Linked DNA regions of Mus musculus: all the other regions are linked to region 3. A link is a contact called in public Hi-C and HiChIP or PLAC-seq data. All regions are on one chromosome and are shown on one strand. The core of a region is the stretch at or near the end of the contact, and the rest is flanking DNA. Distances in the headings are between cores, read along the strand shown. Region 1 has its middle 14 kb from the start of Gm25696. Region 2 overlaps Dcun1d1 (DCN1, defective in cullin neddylation 1, domain containing 1 (S. cerevisiae)). Region 3 holds the start of Anxa5 (annexin A5).

Evidence for each region. A called contact is a pair of places that touch in the nucleus more often than the background predicts. HiChIP or PLAC-seq counts read pairs in DNA pulled down with a chosen protein or histone mark.
Region 1: an H3K27ac HiChIP or PLAC-seq map of embryonic stem cells shows a contact between it and region 3, with 2.6 times the contacts expected there. The contact joins the enhancer-like site here to the promoter of Anxa5 in region 3. A contact is called at or near these places in 1 of 39 promoter capture datasets (embryonic stem cells), 1 of 484 Hi-C or Micro-C datasets (CD4 T cells), 8 of 115 datasets of contacts at active chromatin or transcription factors (bone marrow-derived macrophages, embryonic stem cells, large pre-B cells and 4 more) and 1 of 9 other capture datasets (pancreatic islet).
Region 2: a Hi-C map of liver shows a contact between it and region 3, with 3 times the contacts expected there. The contact joins the enhancer-like site here to the promoter of Anxa5 in region 3. A contact is called at or near these places in 2 of 39 promoter capture datasets (liver and neutrophils), 1 of 484 Hi-C or Micro-C datasets (liver), 1 of 115 datasets of contacts at active chromatin or transcription factors (bone marrow-derived macrophages) and 1 of 9 other capture datasets (adipose tissue).

The regions. Positions count from the first base shown.
Region 1 is chr3:35,719,614-35,722,516 of GRCm38.p6, reverse strand. No RefSeq gene overlaps it. Among named protein-coding and RNA genes, the nearest start is that of Gm25696, 14 kb to the left of the region's middle. Within about 2 kb of position 1,431, at least 134 of the 459 cell types and tissues checked have an H3K27ac peak or open chromatin away from gene starts, as enhancers often do. A contact at or near this core is called in embryonic stem cells, pancreatic cancer cells and regulatory T cell precursor, where this site is marked.
Region 2 is chr3:35,889,683-35,892,771 of GRCm38.p6, reverse strand. Dcun1d1 (DCN1, defective in cullin neddylation 1, domain containing 1 (S. cerevisiae)) reads left to right here. Exons shown (of 7, transcript NM_001205361.1): 7 at 1-667. Among named protein-coding and RNA genes, the nearest start is that of Dcun1d1, 42 kb to the left of the region's middle. Within about 2 kb of position 1,426, at least 4 of the 459 cell types and tissues checked have an H3K27ac peak or open chromatin away from gene starts, as enhancers often do. A contact at or near this core is called in liver, where this site is marked.
Region 3 is chr3:36,474,310-36,477,252 of GRCm38.p6, reverse strand. It overlaps Anxa5 (annexin A5), which reads left to right and starts at 1,366. Exons shown (of 13, transcript NM_009673.2): 1 at 1,366-1,680; 2 at 1,793-1,823. The coding sequence starts at 1,821. It overlaps 1810062G17Rik (RIKEN cDNA 1810062G17 gene), which reads right to left and starts at 1,316. Exons shown (of 3, transcript NM_028183.1): 1 at 1,014-1,316. The coding sequence starts at 1,118. It overlaps Mir7009 (microRNA 7009), which reads left to right and starts at 1,729; the gene lies at 1,729-1,792.

The DNA.
Region 1 (2,903 bases), core at 182-2,681, 750 kb after region 3:
TATAAATGTGTAGCCAAAATGGATCAGAGTGTCAATCAAAGAGTGTGTGTGTTCAGGTGTACAACAGTGAAATGACAGACAGAACAATTTAGAGCAACCAAATAAGGGGAAAACAAAAACAAAAACCAAACCAGGCCTCTGTTAGACATCTAGTCTGAACGCTTAGTGGCTCAGGAGGCCAAGTGATCCGTTTGGAACAGGCCAGTGAGTTAGTACAGCTGTTATAATGTCAAGCAGCTGGAAGACTCAGATGTAGGTGCCATTTTTGTCACAGTGGATGTGGAGAGGAAATGGGTGAGGACCAAGGGGAATGGGTGGAAATTTTGATAAGAAATATCCATTAGAATTGAGAGATAGAGAACCTTTCCAATAGGAGGGCCACCAAGGTAAAGACAGCTGCAACAAAATGGTTGTCTTCTGGTGCACACTGCAGGTCTGCCAGAACTCTGCAAGTGGAAACAGGTTCCCTTTGAAGTGAGGGTGACATAGAGGAAGAAGCTGTGGGTGGAGACCAAGAAGAAGAAGCTGGGTAAAATGTTAATGGAACAGCTTTGCCTAGGCCTTTTGTTTTATTTCTGAGTTTGAAAAGGTAGACAAAGGAGAGAGGTGTGCGTTGGTTCCATAGAATAAGGAAGGAGACAAGGCGGACAGGGTGGAGAATGTAGATGGAGAGCAGGGCAGGACCTTCAGTCCCAGCTTGGCAGAGAATGGGAAAGAGAAAGTGCAGATGTGAGGAGCCTGGAGAGGAGCCAGGGAGCTGGTGACTTTTTTTTTTTCAGCACAGATATGGGGTGCAGGGGTGGGAGTGGGGCCTACTCCATTTACCTGACTCGGGGAATCATATTACTGTTGGACAGCCAGACTGCTTTTTTCCCCATGAGGTGTCACAGGAGATTGCATTGCTGTAAACTGTAAACTGATGTTTGTGCTAGGGAGGTACAAAAGAAAGAAAAAGAGAAGGAAGGAAGGAAGGAAGGAAGGAAAGAAAGAAAGAAAGAAAGAAAGAAAGAAAGAAAGAAAGAAAGAAAGAAAGAAAGGAAGGAAGAAGAGAGAGGCAGGAAGGAAGGAAGAAAGGAAGGAAGAAAGAAAGAAAGGAAGGAAGGAAGGAAGGAAGGAAGGAAGGAAGGAAGGAAGAAAGAAAGAAAGAAAGAAAGAAAGAAAGAAAGAAAGAAAGAAAGAAAGAAAGAAAGGATCCAGTCTGCCTTAGCCACGTAACTCTTACTGAAATGTGTTGAGTACTGATGACAAGGACAACAGAAGGCAGTTCCATCACAGATGACATATATGGCAAAACCAGCGTCACTTATAGAGTCAAAGTACAGACTTAATTGAGGGTGAAGTCAATTTCACAATGTGCTGTGTGATGTGTACTCTTGTCTCAGGAAGCTCCCCCACCCTGGTCAGGGAGAAGTCGCAAGTTCGGTGGGTGTGGTTTACCTCTCTGAGTAACAAATTCAGCTCAACAAGAAGAAAGACCTGTAATGAGTCAGAAGCGCAGTCAGGAGGAAATCTACCCTTAAAGCTCACTACAGACCCAGCTAGCTTTTCAGAAGCAGAACTGGAGAAACCTGTTTTAGAAGCAGCACTGGCCTCCTGATACAGGCTCTTCAGCCTCTCCCTTTCCACAATTTTCCTTTAAGGCAGGTGACTTTTGCCCTGGAAAAACTAGCCACTACCAGTAGTGGTGGGGATGACAGCCCCACCCAAGGTTTCTGCCTTCCCTTTTATCAGTCATTTGCTCTGCAAAGTCCTATAACTCCTCCTTTCCTGGCACTTCCAGTTCCCGGAAGTACTCCTTTTTGGGTCTATAGAAAGAATTTTTAAAAAGGGTGGAGTCAGGACTGGGTGGGCTGCTGAGTGATGTAGGGTAGCACTCTCTGATCTAGAACTCCATCGCTAAAGACACTTCTAAAGAGTGCAGGGCCTCGGGAACTGCAGGCATAGAAGCTCATACTTATAAGGGCAATAGAGTATGGGAGAACGTACTTAGAAAGTAGAATTCTGGGGCCATCTCTAATACCATGGACTCATAGTGACACATTTGTGTGAGAGTCTATGACTATAACACGAAATTACCTATGATCACAGGGTCTTAACAAACTCGGAATTGCTTTTTGGGAAGGGCCAGTACTCCCTCTGGGGTATTTGAAACTGGAGACTTTGTAGTTGCTGAATCTGCTGGAGTGCTCCAGACATTTAGAAGGTGTGGGGCATTTAAGTAACAATACTGCAGAAAAAGAGCTACAGACACAGGGCTGGTACTAGTTGGTTACCATAGATCTAGTAGAACAGAATATTCCCTTCAAGCCTACTAGACCCTATGTTGTTGGCTTTTTTTTTTTTTAAACTTGATGGATCACATTATTTGAAAATACCATTGAATATAGTTGGGCTTAGTATGTGCGAGTAAGACAGGGTCTCAATAAGTTGAGGCCAGCTCAAAGTGGCCTCACACTGACTGTGTAGCTGACCTTGAACTTCTGACTCTCCTGCAGCAATTACAAGCATACACCACGTTGCTCAGTCACACGTGGTTCTGAAGATTAGACTCAGGACTTCCTGCACTCTACGCAAGCTCTTTGCCGACTGAACTACAACCCTAGCCTCAAGTTGTTTACGTCTTTACTAATTGTTTCAGTGCTGTTTTCCAATATGAGAAGCAAGATAAACACCAAGGGGTGGACCCAGAAGTTCTTCTCCTCTCCCTCTGTTCCCCGAGACCCAATCCCAAACCCTGCAACAGTTCACTAGCTGAAGCTCCCTTCCTCCTTCCCCCATTTCCTGTAGATTCCACTGACCACTCCCTCCTAACCCCCACCCCCAAACCTCATCTTAGTATCCCAGCCTCCAACACCGGTGTGCATTCCCTGTGAACATACAAGCAGAGCAGGTCAGGAAAACAG
Region 2 (3,089 bases), core at 177-2,676, 580 kb after region 3:
TCGAACTTTTAAAAAGTTTTAGTGTTGGTAAATTCGCTCACTGAAACCATCGGGAGCCTTTTATGTAATCTCTTTCCTGAATAATTCTTAAACAAGGTTGACATTTTTTCCCCCCTCAAGGATCTGAGTGCAGAGTTCTTTTTTTATTTTTTTCTTTGATGATAAGTTTTTGAGCCATTCCATGCCCACCCTGCTTGTGTGTTTACGTGTGTTGCTGTTAAGGACTGTTTGGAAACCTGTCATTTTGGCATACAAATAGGAGCAAGTTGACCTAAGAGAATAATTTGGGGATGAAAAATGGAAAATGGTGTTGGGAAAAGTTATACTTGTTTACAAAGTATGCCCTTGTAACATGAATGACCGTTCAGTGAGCGTTTATGTGGCTCTGAATGTTAAATTGTGTCTTTAATAGGAAATATTTACCTGACACCTCTGGGCTTTTTGTTGTTGTTGTTACCTTAAACTTTTAATAATATGGTTTATATTGAATGCTGAGATGTTTTGATAAGAGTTTACCAAATTTGATAATGTAATGATAAATGTTTTAAAATGTGAACTATTTATCATATATCTTAATAATTGAACTGTGGCTTTTATATGACAGATGATGAATAGGGTCAAATTATGGCTCACCCTTTAATTGATTATAAACTTGAGTGTATTTCTGAACCCTTTTATTGCTTCCATTTTTATAATCATAGCAGTACTTTTTATTTCATAGGAATCTAGTGAAGTTAATTTCTGGTTTCCATTGACTCCTTTTGGTTAACTGAGTTGCTTTATTTGTGCCACTCTCTGGAGGCAGAACAGATAAGCTTGGAACTGTCACCCATGGTCTCCTCTGGGCACTCCTGGCTTCTTTTCTGTATTGCCTGTTTGGAAAGTGTCATTTGCTGTAGACTACCTCTTGGACAACCTTGCCATGGGCTCATGGAAGGAATTGGTGCTAATGCAGCTTTTGACTTCTCTTTGGTTGATTGTTTTTCAAGATTCTTTTTTATTTTAAATTATGTGGCTGGAGGTATGTGTGGTGTGTGCATATGATTACAGGCGATGAAGGCCAAACGGATGCATGGGATCCCGGAGAGCTAGAGATGCAGACACCTGGAGCCACCTAGAGCAGCTGAGGAGCAGAGCAAGCTGCCCGTAATCTTTCCAGCCCCAGGTTCATTTGGAAAACAAACATCGTCAAAAATACCAGCATAAAACCTCTCATAAACAGTTAAATCATGGTGAAAAGAGCAGACGTAACATGGCCTAACGGGTAATGGCTTTATCTAGGGCCGTTAAAAGAGAAGTAACTTTGTAGTTACTCACTTTTGCTTTTGTTGTTACTGTTTTGAAATGGGGACTCATGAACTCCAGGCCATTCTCAGAATCACTGTGTAACCAAGGATATCCTTGAACTTCTGACCCTCTAGTCCCTATCTCCTGAGTGCTGGGATTACAGTGTACCACACCCGGTTTATTTGAAGCTGGGGATCAAAGGTGGCATTGTGCATGTTAGACAAGCAAAGTGCCAACTACAAAGCTACATCCCCTACTCTTTTAAACTGAAAATTAAAGATTTACTTACGTGTATACAAAGGTTCTCTCCCTTCACAAGCAAGTTACTTTCAGTTTAATTTTTTGCAGTTATACTGTCCTTTGGTTTACAGGCTGTGGCTCAGGGTGTTTGAGTTGTCCCATGCAGACAGCCCTATTACACTCTTATATTTTTGTGGGTGATTGGTGATGTTGGTAGTGGTGGTGGTGTTTTGGGGGTTTGTTTGGTTAGTTTGGTTTTGCTTATTTTGTTACTGTGGGTTTTGAGACAACCGGCCATGAACTCATAGAGGTCCACCCGCCTCAGCCTCCTGAAGGCTGGGGTTAAAGGTGCATGCCACCACACCCTACTGCTTTTCTCTCTTCCAAGTGTTTCATAGGAGAGTTGTTAGAATTCCATTTTTTAACTTTGTTTTGATACTGTGTTTTTGAAATGGACCGTGCTATAGCCCAGTGTTGCCCCAAATGTAATTCTGCCCCTCAGCCTCCCAGATGCTGGGATTAGAGGCATGTGATACGGTGAGCAGCTTGGCTTGGCTTTCTTCCTCCCTTTTATGGGTATGGGTATTTTGCCTTTATGTATTTCTGTGTTTCATGTTCAAGGAGCCCAGAAGAGGACGCTGGATCCCTCGAGACTGAAGTTAGGTGCTTGTGAGCCACCCTGTGGCTTCTGGAAATGGAGCTCAGGCCCTAGGGAAGAGCAGCCAGTCTTCTGGTTCCTTAGGTTGGCTCCTAATATTTGAGTTTTAAAATGTTTTGTGTTTGCTTTTGAGATGGTCTCGTGCAGCCCCAGGTTGGCCTTGAACTCCTGGTGTAAGTGAGGGTGATCTTGAACACCTGGCCGGCCTACCTGCCTCTGAGTGCTGGAATCAGAGGCAAGGTTTATGCAGTTTTGGAGATGGAGCCCAGGCCCCCCGGAAGCACTGACCAGCAGAGCTACGCTCCTGTCCCTAAGATGTGCTATTGGTTGTCTGAGAAGGTAACTTTACGTCGTTGGCAAATCTGGAGGCCAATGCAAAGTCATGGAGATGAAAAGAAAAAGCCAACATCTGCTTAGAAGCAAGTCCTTCTCTAGGAGAAAGCACTCATCAAGTTCAAAGAAAATGGAAAAGTTTTGAACCAAAATCAAAACTTTGAAAACAAAGTTTGATTTGAAACAATTGTGTGAAGTGTACAAGGAACAGCTTAATTAACAAACACGGAAGAGGAAAACCTACAACTGCTTTACATCTAGAAAGTATATTTTTGTGTAAAGGCATATTCAATATAAATAATAAAATTTTATTTCAGGTTATAAAATAGAAAAAACTTTTTATCTAATGGAAAAATTGAGTGATATCAAGCAAAAATTTTTTTTCCAGAAGAAAATAGAGATCAAGACGGGGGATGGATTAGTTTAGAGTAAAATGTGTAAAATGGCCAAAGTGCTGACTGTGCTATGGTAAACAGAGCTAACATGGCCACCTTGGCCAAAGGTCTATGCTGTTGTAAACAGAGGTTATGTGGCTGCCTTGTCTCAGCAGACGGTAGCAACTATGAATGGC
Region 3 (2,943 bases), core at 117-2,616:
TTCACAGTGTGCCCTCTCCTCAGTGCTACGCTATATTTAGAATATTAAGGTAGGCCATTTTATGAATGTCTCCTAGGTGCTCAGAACACTCAATAGCATTCAGTCAGGCTTCCTTCCCTCTAGTAGGAAAGGCTTCTGAAAAGCCTTCTTGGGAAATAGTGTTCCTCTGCCCTCTCATGCATGAGCTCTGCCTTTCAACACGGAAAGTCAGCTTGCTCCTCCAGACTGGGGTCCAGGTGAATAAGCTAATTGTAATAGGATGTAAAGGCAACATTTGCTGGGGAAGATCAAAGGTCTGGGTCTAATAATTTATGTTACTCCTTGGCTGCAGGGCGGATCACTAGTCACTGCCAGCCGTAAGGCAGTTTTCCACAGCACTGTTAAACAGGCTTCTGCGGTCTTAACTCCAGAGAAGGAGGACACGGAGTTGAGTAGATGTAAGAAAAAAAAATACTTAGGTCAAAGACTGAAGGAGATGCTAGTAGAAAGAAAGTAGATAAGTGTGAGCGACTGAGAGATAGGTGGGCCTTAAAGGAATGCGGGGGCGAGGAGGCAGGGAAATGGTTGCATCGAAGTCATAACCGTACTTGAAGGGTCAAGTGAGAGGATCCCTTAGTGTAGGCAAACAAAACAAAACAAAACAAAAACCAAAGTAGTCTAGAAATTACAATTCCCTGGGAGAGGTGCTGGAATGTCTAAGGCTGTGGGAGCGGCTAGGTCCCCAGAGAAGGGGGCGCATGAACAGGAAAAGCAATAGGACAAGGGTACACAAGGGAAAATGGCAGGCTTCCCCTCCTCAGCGGCAGTTTTGTCTGCTTTTCCAGAAAACCATCAGTCTACCTATCAGGGCCAGACTCAGCATGTGGCAAGGCTCCCCCAACCCCCACCCTCGGTTAGCTTCTTCTTGCTCAAAAACCTGATTTTGATCCTTCTAGAACATCCGCGATCCTTTTGCAGCGTCTTTAGGCCTGGGGGCGGGCGGGGGGGGGGCGGGGAAGCTCCATCTTAGTCACCTTGCACCTGGGGTCTTTGAAGTTACAGGCTGAGTTTGGAAGTGAAACCATTTCCGCTCTGAGGCTTTGACACTGCCAGGTACAGCTCTTAAAAGAGCTGCCCATCAGCTACACGGACATCCAGAGGCAAACACTAGCACGAAACACTTGGAAAGCAGTCTGGAAAAGGTCCTCACTGTCCCATGCTTAGAGTGCGGTGCAAGACGCTGTGAGGTGCCGCTGTGACAGTCCCTAACTCTCTAGACACACCCAGACCCCTGGGCCTGCAGCGCCTCCAGCGTAGCGAAGAGTGAGCGAAAAGCCCCACGCAGGCGCAGGAGCATAGAGGCTAGGACGTGGCAGGGCGTGTCCTGATGGGGGCGCGGCCCGGGCTGGGACCTAATTAGGGAGGTGGCCATGGTAGGGGGGTGGCCTTGTCTGAGGAAAGTACCGTATCCAGGGATGTGGCAGCTGCCTGGGACAAGGCGGGGCTTATAGTGCAGCGTCTCTGGGGGCGGGACCCTGGTGGGTGTGTGATCTTGGCAGGGGCGTGGCGTGGCGGGGCCAGGTCGGGCTAGGCTGGGCTGCCCAGGGCGTTTCCGTTGCACGGAGTTGTGAAGAGTACTGCCTTGTCCTTTGGCGTGTGCATCGGTCCTGCTCTCACCCGCAGCCTGCGCTCTACTGCCTGGTAAGTGGCCGTAGTCCCGGGAGCGACTCCTCCACCAAGGGCTCAGGGCCCTTTTGGGGTCAGGGGACCAGAGCTCCAGTGACCCTGTCTCTCTTTTCCCCTCTCCCTGCAGCTCCAGTCCACTCCTGACCGACAGCATCATGGTAAGCCGTGTGACCGCGACCAGGGCGATCGGGACCCTCTCTGAAGGCAGCTGCCTTCGCAGTCTCTTGGTTTTCGCCTTTCCCATCTGTGTCCCGCTCTGTGTCCTCTCTGTGACCTCTTGGGTGTCCCCCTCCGTGTGCGCTCTCCTGTTTTCTCCCTCGCCCCGGAGTGTCCGGAACCAGCCGGTGTTTCTCCCCGGTGCATGTGAATCAGGCCGCCCCAAATCCAGAGTTGCCAAAATTAGATCCGGAGCAGGAACAGTTCTCTTGGTCATGTGAGGAGAACGCCCTTTGGCTTCCCCTATTTTTTTATTTTTCCCGCAGTTTCCTGTGTTTGAATACTGGGTGTGCGTGGGCAATCTCCATGGTGCTTCAGGGGAGCTTTTTCCAGCGCAAGGCGCAACTTATTTAACAGGAACCGACTGTGCCTTTTCTTTCTCTTTTTCTGCTAAAGGCAGTGAACCAAAAAGCTGGGTTTCCAAAGTAATGAACTGGCAAAACGAGTTCTGAATTGAATTTGCCTTGGGATTCTTTCAGAAGTTGACTTCCGAATAGGTTTTTGTTGTTGTCATTGTTTTAGGAGATCTCTTAGTATTTTTCAAGACTGTAGCAAAGAAAAGTTGATTTTTGTTTTGTTTTGTTTTGTTTTCCAAGCTAGGGTTCCTCTGTGTTGCCTTGGCTGGCCTCGAACTCACAGACTGCCTCTGCTGAGGGCTAGAACTAAAAGCCTTCACCACCACCGCCCAGCGTATGTAGTAATTTTTCAAAGCTGGTCATGTGAAGAAGTTATCATACCTAAAATATTCCGCCCTGAGGCAAAGTGGTTATACCTGGAATCCCACATCTTGGGAGGTAGAGGCAGGAGGATCAGGAGTGAAAGATCATCTTTGGTCATCAAGGGCCTTGGCTTTAACAGGCGGCCTCAACAAACAAAACAACAAAGCTTTCATCCTGAATGAAACTAATTTAATCTTGCCAATGTGACTGACCTGTTCAGAGTCTGGACAATCTTTTAAATAAGTGTTTCAGCCTACTCAGTGTGCCTGAAAACACACACACACACACACACACACACACACACACACACACACTCACACACTCGATCTCTCTCTTCCTCTCC